Regions from separate parts of the Mus musculus genome. Here region 2 is linked to region 1. Evidence: chromatin contacts called from public HiChIP or PLAC-seq data. All regions are on one chromosome and are shown on one strand. The core of a region is the stretch at or near the end of the contact, and the rest is flanking DNA. Distances in the headings are between cores, read along the strand shown. Region 1 has its middle 620 kb from the start of Tlr4. Region 2 holds the start of Tlr4 (toll-like receptor 4).

Region 1 (5,482 bases), core at 1,754-4,253:
TGTAGCTTTAGAAGTAATAAAAATTTCTTCTTGTTGAAGAAAAATATTTTGATTATTACATACTGAGTAGAATATGTTACATGAAGCATAATATGTATGATGTACAATAAAATGCAAAGATATTAGAAGGGTATTTTTTTTTCCATTTTATATCAACCTGAACATATAACATAGTACTCACAGTTTTTACTGTAGATCAGGCAATCTGATCCCTACAGATCTAAAAGTTTAATATTATGTTGCCATTGAAAAAGATGGCTCACTAGTTAAGAATACTTATCACTGTCCCAGAGCAGCCACACTGGGTTCCCCAAACACAGGTAAGGTGTTTTGTATAACATCTTTTTATAACTTCAGCATATATACACAGGCACACACACACAACATTTTAAAATAAAAAAGTATTTTAAAAATGTATTATTGTCACTGAAGATTCTATCCATGGCTTAGCATGATCTGGATAAGTGACTGCGATATTTTATGTATCTGCTAGAGCTACAGTTCTCTAGCATTGATATGGCAGGAAGTGCAACATGGCTAATGGATAGTGATTGTGATTACAGATAATGTGGTCAGTGTAATCATCAATTTGCCATTTAAAACCCAAGTATGACTCAACCATTTGATGAGAGCTTTACAAGCGTGGTTGCAGGGTCTCTTGAGGGAGGATTAACACAAGAGGAGAATGAACAGATATTAGTAAAACTTATTCTTAGAACATCTAGAATGTTCCTCCTACAAAGTTCTATTAATCAAGAAAGTTGCTACATTACCTTTTGTTCAAGAAGAGGACAATTAGATATAAGGTTTAATATAACACATAACATACTTACATAAGAATGGAAGGAATAAGTGGCTGACATCTGTGGAGTCTATAGAAGTATTCAATGCTTTGTGGGATTAAATTTAAAATATATACAATTTTATAGAACCTCATTTAACTCATAAAATGTTCCAGTAACAGAGTAACAAAGATGAACACTGAGGAAATGGTTTTTGGTAAGTTGTGATTAAGTTACAATAGGCTAGATTACATGTAAATAGTTTTCCTATCAGAGCCTATTGTTAATGGACTCATGGTTCACATTGCATGTACAAAATTGGCCCTAAGAAGTTTTTTGCATTTATTCATTGATTAAGACCAAAGCGATTTTACCTGAAGAGATTGCAATGAAATATTAGTACTGCAAAAGAAACACAATATGTGACCTTGATCATGCAGCATCCATCCAAGAGTGATAAGTAATGTTTTTTGGCATTCTATGGGCCAATGTAAATCATATGGTCCCATTTGAATAGCTGTCACATACACAGTAGGTGTAGTAGTTAAATACTTTAAGCAAATTTAATATTGTTACCCTATGTTATCTGAATCCTTACACATTGGGAGCACACTGAATCTAAAAAAAAAAGAAAGAAGGAAACTCTTTAAGTTTAGGGTTTGATATTTCTTCCAATTTTCATTCTTTTCAATGGCTGTTCATTTTGTTTGTTTTGTTTTGTTTCGTTTTTCTTTTTTTCTTTTTTATTAGATATTTATTTCATTTACATTTCCAATGCTATCCCAGAAGTCCCCCACACGCTCCCCCACCCACTCCTCCACCCACCCATTCCCACTTCTTGGTCCTGGCGTTCCCCTATACTGAAGCATATAAAGTTTGCATGACCAATGGGCCTCTCTTTTCACTGATGGCCGACTAGGCCATCTTCTGATACATATGCAGCTAGAGACACGAGCTCTGGGGGGTACTGGTTAGTTCATATTGTTGTTCCACCTATAGGGTTGTAGATCCCTTTAGCTCCTTGGGTACTTTCTCTAGCTCCTCCATTGGGGGCCCTGTTATCCATACAATAGCTGACAGTGAGCATCCACTTCTGTGTTTGCTAGGCCCCTGCATAGTCTCACAAGAGACAGCTTTATCTGGGTCCTTTCAGCAAAATCTTGTTAGTGTATGCAATGGTGTCAGTGTTTGAAAGCTGACTATAGGATGGATCCCCAGATATGGCAGTCCCTAGATAGTCCATCCTTTTGTCTCATCTCCAAACTTTGTCTCTGTAACTCCTTCCATGGGTGTTTTGTTCCCAGGAAAGATGGCTCTGTGATTAAGAGCACTGACTGCCCTTCTAGAGGTCCTGAGTTCAATTCCCAGCAACCACATGATGGCTCACAACCATCTGTAATGGGATCAGATGCCCAATTCTGGTGTGTCTAAAGACAGCTACAGTGTACTCATATGAATGCTGCTCTTTTGATGAGCACAGTTAGCAAGGTAATATTTGAATCATTTTTGAACTTTATAACACTTTAAGCATATACAAAATATCATAATTTTATAAGCAAATGCAGCTATTCATACACATAATCTATGGATTTTTAAAAGTATCAAAGTAGGCAAAATAGTTATCTTTTGTTCTGGAGGTTCAACCAAATAGCATAGAAAATAGCACAGTTGGTAGAGATTTGTCTTTCTACCAATATCTCATTCTTCAGGCATGCATTTTTTTTGCATAAAAGAAATTCTGAAATCATGTTTCTACTAAAAGTTTAAGGTATCCCATGAAACCTATGAAGCTGTCTCTTTCTCTCTATCTCTCTACCTCTCTGCCTGTCTCTCTGTGTCGTTGTCTCTGTCTCTCTCTCTGTCTCTCTCTCTGTCTCTCTCTCTCTGTCTTTGTCTCTCTCTGTGTGTATGTGTGTGTGTGTGTGTGTGTGTGTGTGTGTGTGTGTGTGTGTGTGTGTTGTCTTTGTTTTCTTTGCAGATTTATGTTCACTCATATTCAGCAGGTGGTTAAGAGTCAGTGGGTAGATGGGAAACTGAGATCGGGATGAGTTTGATTTATCTGGTTTCTACAGACAGTCTGGACATTTTTTTTATTAAGATTGAAAGCCACGTCAACATGAAATATAAGATTTTTTTTCAACTTCTCACTTCCTGGTATGCTGCTGAGTCTCTTTGCTGACTCATATTAATGTCTATTTGCTGTGGATTCTTAAAATCGGAACTTCCTTTACCAGAAACAAAATCAAGAAATGTCATGTTTTTAGTGCCAAATCAATCATTTGCAGTATGACTCACATCTCAGTGGTAGACAAATCTTATTTGGAGACTGGAGAAGTCTATATATATAGAGAGCCCTCATACATTTGAATCAGATCACAAGTTTATTTTCAATAAATAATCATTTAATAATTTACATCTTCATTCATACAGTATCCTTTAATATCCATTTGCAAATTTATTTTTATATCTATATTTATCTATCTATCTATCTATCTATCTATCTATCTATCTATCTATCTATCTATCTAGTTGCATCCTGTGTTTCAGGTCACTGAACCAGACTTATTTATTCCCAGACTTTGAAAGAATACATGATTTTTGCAGCAAATCAATACAAGAAATAGTCTGTATCAGTGTTCAACCAAGTAATAAAAATAAATTCAACAAATATAAGCAAATACTTATCAGAAATGTCAAGCTGACCTTGTCTACACCCTTCTTTTGCTCCTAGCGCTGGAGCCTATTGATTTTTAAGCAATTTTAAGTTAATTGGAGAGTTTCGGTGAGGATGTCATAACATAATGTATGCAAACTCAAATGTCACATTGAAGAAACCACATAGAAATAGAATTCATGGGGTATTCAAGAGATGGACTTTAGTTTACCTAAACAGCTATTAGAAGGCTGTAAGGAAAGAAGAGCTACAGTGAGAAACCAGGATCTTCACATCTCACCTGTTGTGTTCATGCTGAAGTTGAAGGAGAGCCAATGAGCAATGGAGAAAAAGGGGGGGGGCATAAGTGATATTAAGCAACTGTTTTCAAATAATAAAGGACTTGATCAAAAATGTCTATGCCTTTCATCTAACTTCCCTCAACAGTTACATCTTACAAGATTCTCGTATAGCATAAAAGTCAGGAAATTAATAATGTTACAGGTGTTATTGAAATAATTCCAGGAAGTTGCAAGTAATTATTCCCTCCCTCCTCTCTACCACTCATTGCTATATAATTTTAGCGACAGAATGGAAATTTTCAAAAAACTGAAGATGCAGAACATTCTCTTCACTAGAAAGATAATCTCTGCTCTTTCCCCTTATGTCATCATTTCGCACAAATTCTGACAAGCATTTGATTCTAATCCATTATTACAACTTTCTTAGAATGAGTGTTTATCAGTAAACAGTACAATATTTGCCCTTTGAGGTAGAATTTTGTATCTTTTTACGGAGCATAAAGCCCCCAAATTCCTGTAGTTCAAAGAGTTGAATAGTATTCAATTATAAAGACAGAGCAACCGCCAATTACCTCTGTGGAGAAAATACATTTCATCTCTTGGAACTGAAAAGCTTCTGTAAGGCAGAGGACACTGTCAATAGGACAACATGGCAGCCTACAAACTGGAGAAAGATCTTCACTAACCTTACATACAATACAAGACCAATATTCTATGTAAAGAATTCAAGATGTTAGACTCTTAAAACACAAATAATCCAATTTTTTTTGTTTTTTTTTGTTTTTTTTTTCATAGTTACTACTTTTTATTGAATACTATTCTTTTTTTCCCATCTTTCCAAAATTTATTCTTTTTTTTCCATTTTTTTATTAGGTATTTAGCTCATTTACATTTCCAATGCTATATCAAAAGTCCCCCATACCCACCCACCCCCACTCCCCTACCCACCCACTCCCCCTTAGGGTGTTCAGAACTAAACAGAGAATTCTCAATAGAGGAATCTTAAATAGCTGAGAAGCACTTAAAGAAATGTGCAAAATCCTTAGTCATCAAGGAAGTGCAAATCAAAATGATCTTGAGATTCCACCTTACACCAATGAGAACAGTAAAGATCAAAAACTCAAGTGACAGCGCATGCTGACAAGGATGTGGAGAAAGAGGAGCAATCATCAATTGCTAGTGGGATTACAAACTGAAAGAACCAGTCTGGAAATCAATCTGGTAGTTCCTCAGAAAATTGGAAATATTTCTACCTGAAGACCCAGCTATCCACCACTGGGCATATACCCAAAAGATGTTCAACTATACGGCATGCTCCATTATATTCCTAGCAGCCTTATTTGTAATAGCCAAAAACTAGACTCAACCCAGATGTCCCTCAATGGAAGAATGGATACAGATAATGTGGCTCATTTATACAATATAGTACTAGTCAGCTATTAAAAATGAGGACATCATGAATTTTGAAGGGAAATGGGTGGAACTAGAAAATATCATCCTGAGTATGGTAACCAGGCCCAAAAGTACATGTATGATATTATACTTCCTTGTAAGTGGATATTAGTTAAAAAATACAGAATATGCATGAAACAACTCACAGACTGTAAGAAGTTTGAAAATAAAATATATTTGAACCCTTTCTAGTGTTCATTTTTACCATTAACATTTACATAAAAGCTCATTTATAGTTTATAATGTGGGCATATTTTAACAACAACAACAAAAAGGAACAGCATAGATTTGCA
Region 2 (5,490 bases), core at 787-3,286, 620 kb before region 1:
ACTGGACTAGTGATGTTTATCCTTCTATTCATCAGAAACTTATATGAACTTGCTTTTCCTCAGGCATGGCTCTAACAGCTTTACAACTACTCTTTGAGGAAGTATGATTATCCTTATATTGCCCACATTTTATTTTTATAATTGCCATAGTTGTCTTTTATGGGATATAATGAGGATCTGTGCTATGATTAATTTAATTCAACCACACAAGATAGATAATCTTCTATTTATTTAAAGATTTTTCTTTTTATTTTCATTCATGTATGAGTGTTTACCTACATATTTGTATGACTATCACATGCAGTGTCCATGCGAGTCAGAGGAGAGAAATAGATTCCCTGGAATTAGAGTTACAGATGGTTGTGGGATAGCATATGGGTGCTGGGAAGCAAACCCCTTTCTTTCAGAAGAGCAGAAATGACTCTTAATTGATGAGCTATCTTCCCAACTCTATACCTTCATTCTCATAGTAGCAAATGGAGAACTGGCTTGTATAGCTTGACTGCTGTCATGCATCTTTTTTTTTTTTTTTCTCTTCAGAGGCAGATGGATCTTTGAATCAGAACAATGAAGGGACCCAGTCTCTCCATGGAAGTGGAGACTGTACATAATTTTGCAGGGGGCTTGGGTTTTATATGGTGAAAAGGGGGATTTGGGGATAGAAGTTTCATAATGCAGGTCAGTTCTCCTGAAGTCTCAGTGGAGGTTGGAGGTTGCTGGTATTTTCATCTTCTTATCAGAAGCTTCCCTGGGAAGCTACCACATGCCAGCAGTCCACAGATGATCCAAGCAGAATCACATAGCCTTCTAAGTGTATGTATTCTAAATATTAGTATTTAGATATGTCAAATAATGTAAATATGTAAAGAAGGAGGGAGGTAAAAACTGTTCTCAGGTTTACAGGGCTGAAAATGAGGCTCAGGAAATAAAATCATTTGGACAAGGTGATCTGGTGTTTAGTCATCTGACCTGACCTTTACTTCAGCAACTTCTGATTCCCTTCACTACTTCTTCACTAGCAGTGTCACATGTAGAATTATGTACTGTTCCCTAAAATTCATAGGCTGTGCCTGTTTCTGTGACTGCAATTTAAAAATTCATCTCCCAGTGCCATGTCCTATGACTTGAATTTAATGAGATAATTAAAGTAAACTAATGTCTTATGGGTCTGCCTTAATACAATATAACTGATTATTTTAAAAAAAGAGGTCAGGGGCCAGGGAGATATCTCAGTTGATAAAATGTTTCAAATTCATGAAGACCTGCAGATCCTCAGTAACAGCATTTAAAAAAATGAAATAAATAAACAAATAAAAAGCAAACATCGTAAAAAAACAACATCACAAACAACAAAAACCCGAATGCTGATATCTATAATTCCAGCACTGGGAAAAGGCTAGCTACAGGTGGGAGATCTCAAAACTTAACTGATCAGTCAGTATAGCCAAGGAATCAGTACCAGGTTCAGTTAGAGACCTCGGCTCCAAAACAATGGTGGAGCCTCTTGAGTTTCTCCCACAGCTCACGAGCCTGCTCCTATCTTTCCTGAACGTTCTCCTTTTAATAATAAACACTATGATCCTGTTTCCAATAATAAATAGTAATTAATAATAAAAGAAGATTGAGAACTGAGAACTGCAGAAGGCACTCAATAGTGAACTCTGGCTTTTACACACACACACACACACACACACACACACACACACACACACACACACACACACACACACGAAATATACATCCCCCCCGTGAACGAATGAACACGTACACACATAGGTAAAAGAAAGCATCATGACACAAGACACGGCAACTGATGATATCTTCATCCTGGGTTTTAATCTCTAGCATTGTGAGAAAATATGTTCCTCTAGTCTGAAACATCCAGTCCCTAATACTGTGCTCTGGGAGACTTGGGAGTCTAACTGAAGCAGTAAGCATCCTCTGTTGAAAATAAAGAAGGAATGAGGATGTTGCTCCACGCCAGTTCCCTGCCTTCACCAAGCCCAGAGGTCAGATGACTTCCTGGGATGAAAGCCAGCTTCCTCTTGCTGTTCCTCCAGTCGGTCAGCAAACGCCTTCTTCCTGTTCTAGTCTTCAGTCTTCTAACTTCCCTCCTGCGACGGGGCAGATCGATTCTAGAACAAAACCAAAAGTGAGAATGCTAAGGTTGGCACTCTCACTTCCTCTTTGAATATAGTACTTGCAGAGGGGCACCCACTGGGAGGGAAGAGGCAGGTGTCCCAGGGACTCTGCGCTGCCACCAGTTACAGATCGTCATGTTCTCTCATGGCCTCCACTGGTTGCAGAAAATGCCAGGATGATGCCTCCCTGGCTCCTGGCTAGGACTCTGATCATGGCACTGTTCTTCTCCTGCCTGACACCAGGAAGCTTGAATCCCTGCATAGAGGTATGTGTCTTGATCGCATGTGATCACACCCTTTCCTGCTAGCCTGCCTTGTTTCTCAAAACTATCCACAGCTCAGAGCTCCCTGTGTGTGCTCTGCTTAGTTTATTTTGCACGAAGGAGTTAAACTAACCAAAAACTTGAGAAGCCTTGGCAACAAAAAGCCTCAGTGTTAACACAGGGCAGGAACAGGCAGCCAGGGGTGTCTTGTTTCATTTAAGGCGTCTGAGTCATGATTTAGGGACTTGAAATTAGTAAAACTAGTTTATAGTCATTGTTCTGTGACATACCTGAGAGTCGTTAAAGAACTTACTGAACGTCTCTGAGGCCAGTATTCACGGGACGAAAGCATGACTGTAATCACTGAAAAATGTAAGTAGGCTGTAATTTCAGGGCTTTCTGTGGGAACTCTGGCCACTCAGCTTTTAGCGGTCATTCCTTCCCTTTCCAAATCAAGTGAAGGTAGCTGTGTCTTTTCTGCTGCTTTCGAAGCATCTTTGAGATGCTTTGAGTGGTAGCTCAGCAGGTAAGGTCAGTGGCTGCCAAGCCTGATGAAAATCTGAGTTCAAGCCTCAAGCCTCACAAGTTAGAGGCAGGGAATCTCCTCCTTTAAGATGTCTTCTCACTTGCAAGTGTCTGCCTTGGCAGGTGTGTATATGCATGAGCACACACACAAATGAATAAAGGGAACAATTGTCTTAAATGAAAGAATTTCTATTAAAAAATAAAACAACAAAACACACAAAAACACAAAGACTTTTCTAAGTGATTTTAGTATTCTGCAACTAATTCTAGGAGATAAAGAAATGGGAGGGGTGAGGGAAGGAGAGGGACAGAGCAACTTAAAACATCAATTAGTTACTGCTAAGGCAGTAACTCCCGTTTTGGTCGAATACTGAGTCGTGAGTAATCTGACCCATGACTCATTCTTGTTTTCCTCCTGCACAGACCACGCAATTATCTTAGAAGCTCACAATAGAACTGAGCAAACAAGGAAGGAATTCGGGGTGAGGTAGGCTCAGAAGCTCAAAACTGGTTCAATGAGTTAAGATACATGACATTCACATGGGGAAAAATACTGTTAATTTTAAAAAGTTATAATCACAGTATCTTGCTTTCTGATTCCTCAGTTATGTTGGCAGAGATGGAATTTCCAATCAGTGCTACACTGAGATAAAATCCCGTTGCTCTTGGTGTCTGGTGTGCTTTGTCAACTCTCAAAGCTTGCTTGTTCCTTCTGTAAGCCAGGTCTCAGGGCCCTTGGCCTTGTCTTCAGGAGTGATTCCTGACTGGTTTCCTAGTTCATATTCCTTTCTATACCCACACACAGTTTCTTCTTTATTTGTTGTTATTGGTCCAGGGGCTTAGATTTATCAAACTACTCCTTTATACTCTTAATAACTCTTTGGAACCATGATGGTTGCTTCATCCTACAGGGCCTTAGCACTGCCTAAGCTAACTACACACACCATCATCCCTCACCTAGGTCAAGGCTCACCATGCTAAAATTATGGAATCCCTGTATATAGTTTAAAACTTCACTGTTGATCAAATTGAAAAATTAAGAATAAATGCATCAAATTAGTTTCAATGATTTTTATGCAATTAAATATAGTTATGATGCGTGAAATATAATAAAAGCATCCCACACTAACACTGGCTAAGCACTAGCCTCAGGTCTGTCTCCAGCCCTATGGACAGGCCGAGGAGAACATGTTCTTTCCTTTAGCCAGGGTCTGTCTCACCCATGCCTGCTCTGTGTCTCCAGAGCTCTGAAATTGCTCTTTTCACCAGGCTCCATAAGTTACCATGGCTGGCTGATGCCAAGCACGCCCCACATTTCCAAATTCCTGCAGCTGGCTGGGGTGTACTTTTTTTTTATTAGATATTTTCTTTATATACATTTCAAATGCCACCCTGAAAGTTCCCTATACCCTCCCCCCACCCTGCTCCCCTATCCACCCAGTCCCACTTCTTGGCCCTGGCGTTTCCCTGTACTGGAGCATAAAAAGTTTGGGCCTCTCTTCCCAGTGATGGCTGATTAGGCCATCTTCTGCTACATATGCAGCTAGAGATACGAGCTCTGGGGGTACTGGTTAGTTCATTTTGGCTGGGGTGTACTCTTGCACACCACACTCTACCACCATACTTTTCTCTGGAGCCCAGTTGAGTTGCCATGTGAAGGAAAACACAACACACACTTGGTCTACAATCAACAGGTAACACAATGTTGGGTGCAGAACCTAGCATCCTAATTTTTTTTTATTAGATATTTTCTTAATTTACATTTCAAATGCTATCCTCACAGCCCCCTATACCCTCCCCTCTGCCCTGCTCCCCAACCTACCCACTCCTGCTTCCTGGCTCTGCCATTCCCCTGTACTGTTTTTGTAAACTAATCTATGTTAAAAATCCTCCGACTCAGGAGCCTCTTGTTCTTGTGGAGACTTGAGGACCCAGGATAGGGGAACACTAGGCTGTTAAGGCAGGAGTGGGTGTGAGGGTGAGGGAGCACCCTCATAGAGGTAGGGGGGTGGGGGACGGCGAGGGGGTAGGGGGCTTGTGGAGGGAAAACTGGGAAGGGGGATAACATTTGAAATGTAAATGAGTAAAATAACCAAAAAACAAACAAACAAAATCCTCAGGTGGCAGATCTTGGAGGATCCACCACTTGAATTGACAGCCTCCGACTATCTGCAATGTGCCTCTAATGCTCTCAGCCATCCACAAAGAGACCTTCCTTACTCCTGCCTCCCTCTTCCTCTTCCTCTTCCCGACTCGGAAGTCCCACCTACTCATCTAGTGATTGGTTTCCTGTAATGTTTATTAGGGGGAAATCCTACCACATAGTTAAGCAATTACGAAGATACCTTATGTTCAATTTTTGATACAGGAAATTAGACATTCAGCAACATTTTTGTTTTACTGGACATTTTGATTTCTCCTATGCGTGTTTCATATTTCATAGCTATGTGTGGCTTATAGCTGCAGTACTCTAATGTGGAGCTTTGATTTCAGGATTATCTTTTTCATTTTATGTAGATTTCTCTGTGAATGTCTCCTCAGGTTGATTTTTCTTGATTGCC

Evidence for each region. HiChIP or PLAC-seq counts read pairs in DNA pulled down with a chosen protein or histone mark.
Region 2: an H3K4me3 HiChIP or PLAC-seq map of bone marrow-derived macrophages shows a contact between it and region 1, with 12 times the contacts expected there. The contact joins the promoter of Tlr4 here to the enhancer-like site in region 1. A contact is called at or near these places in 3 of 39 promoter capture datasets (the C10 cell line and liver), 1 of 484 Hi-C or Micro-C datasets (bone marrow-derived macrophages), 4 of 115 datasets of contacts at active chromatin or transcription factors (the 230-238 cell line, bone marrow-derived dendritic cells, bone marrow-derived macrophages and 1 more) and 1 of 9 other capture datasets (macrophages).

The regions. Positions count from the first base shown.
Region 1 is chr4:67,445,023-67,450,504 of GRCm38.p6, forward strand. No RefSeq gene overlaps it. Among named protein-coding and RNA genes, the nearest start is that of Tlr4, 620 kb to the left of the region's middle. Within about 2 kb of position 3,004, at least 3 of the 459 cell types and tissues checked have an H3K27ac peak or open chromatin away from gene starts, as enhancers often do. A contact at or near this core is called in bone marrow-derived macrophages, where this site is marked.
Region 2 is chr4:66,825,515-66,831,004 of GRCm38.p6, forward strand. Tlr4 (toll-like receptor 4) reads left to right here and starts at 2,037. Exons shown (of 3, transcript NM_021297.3): 1 at 2,037-2,407. The coding sequence starts at 2,318.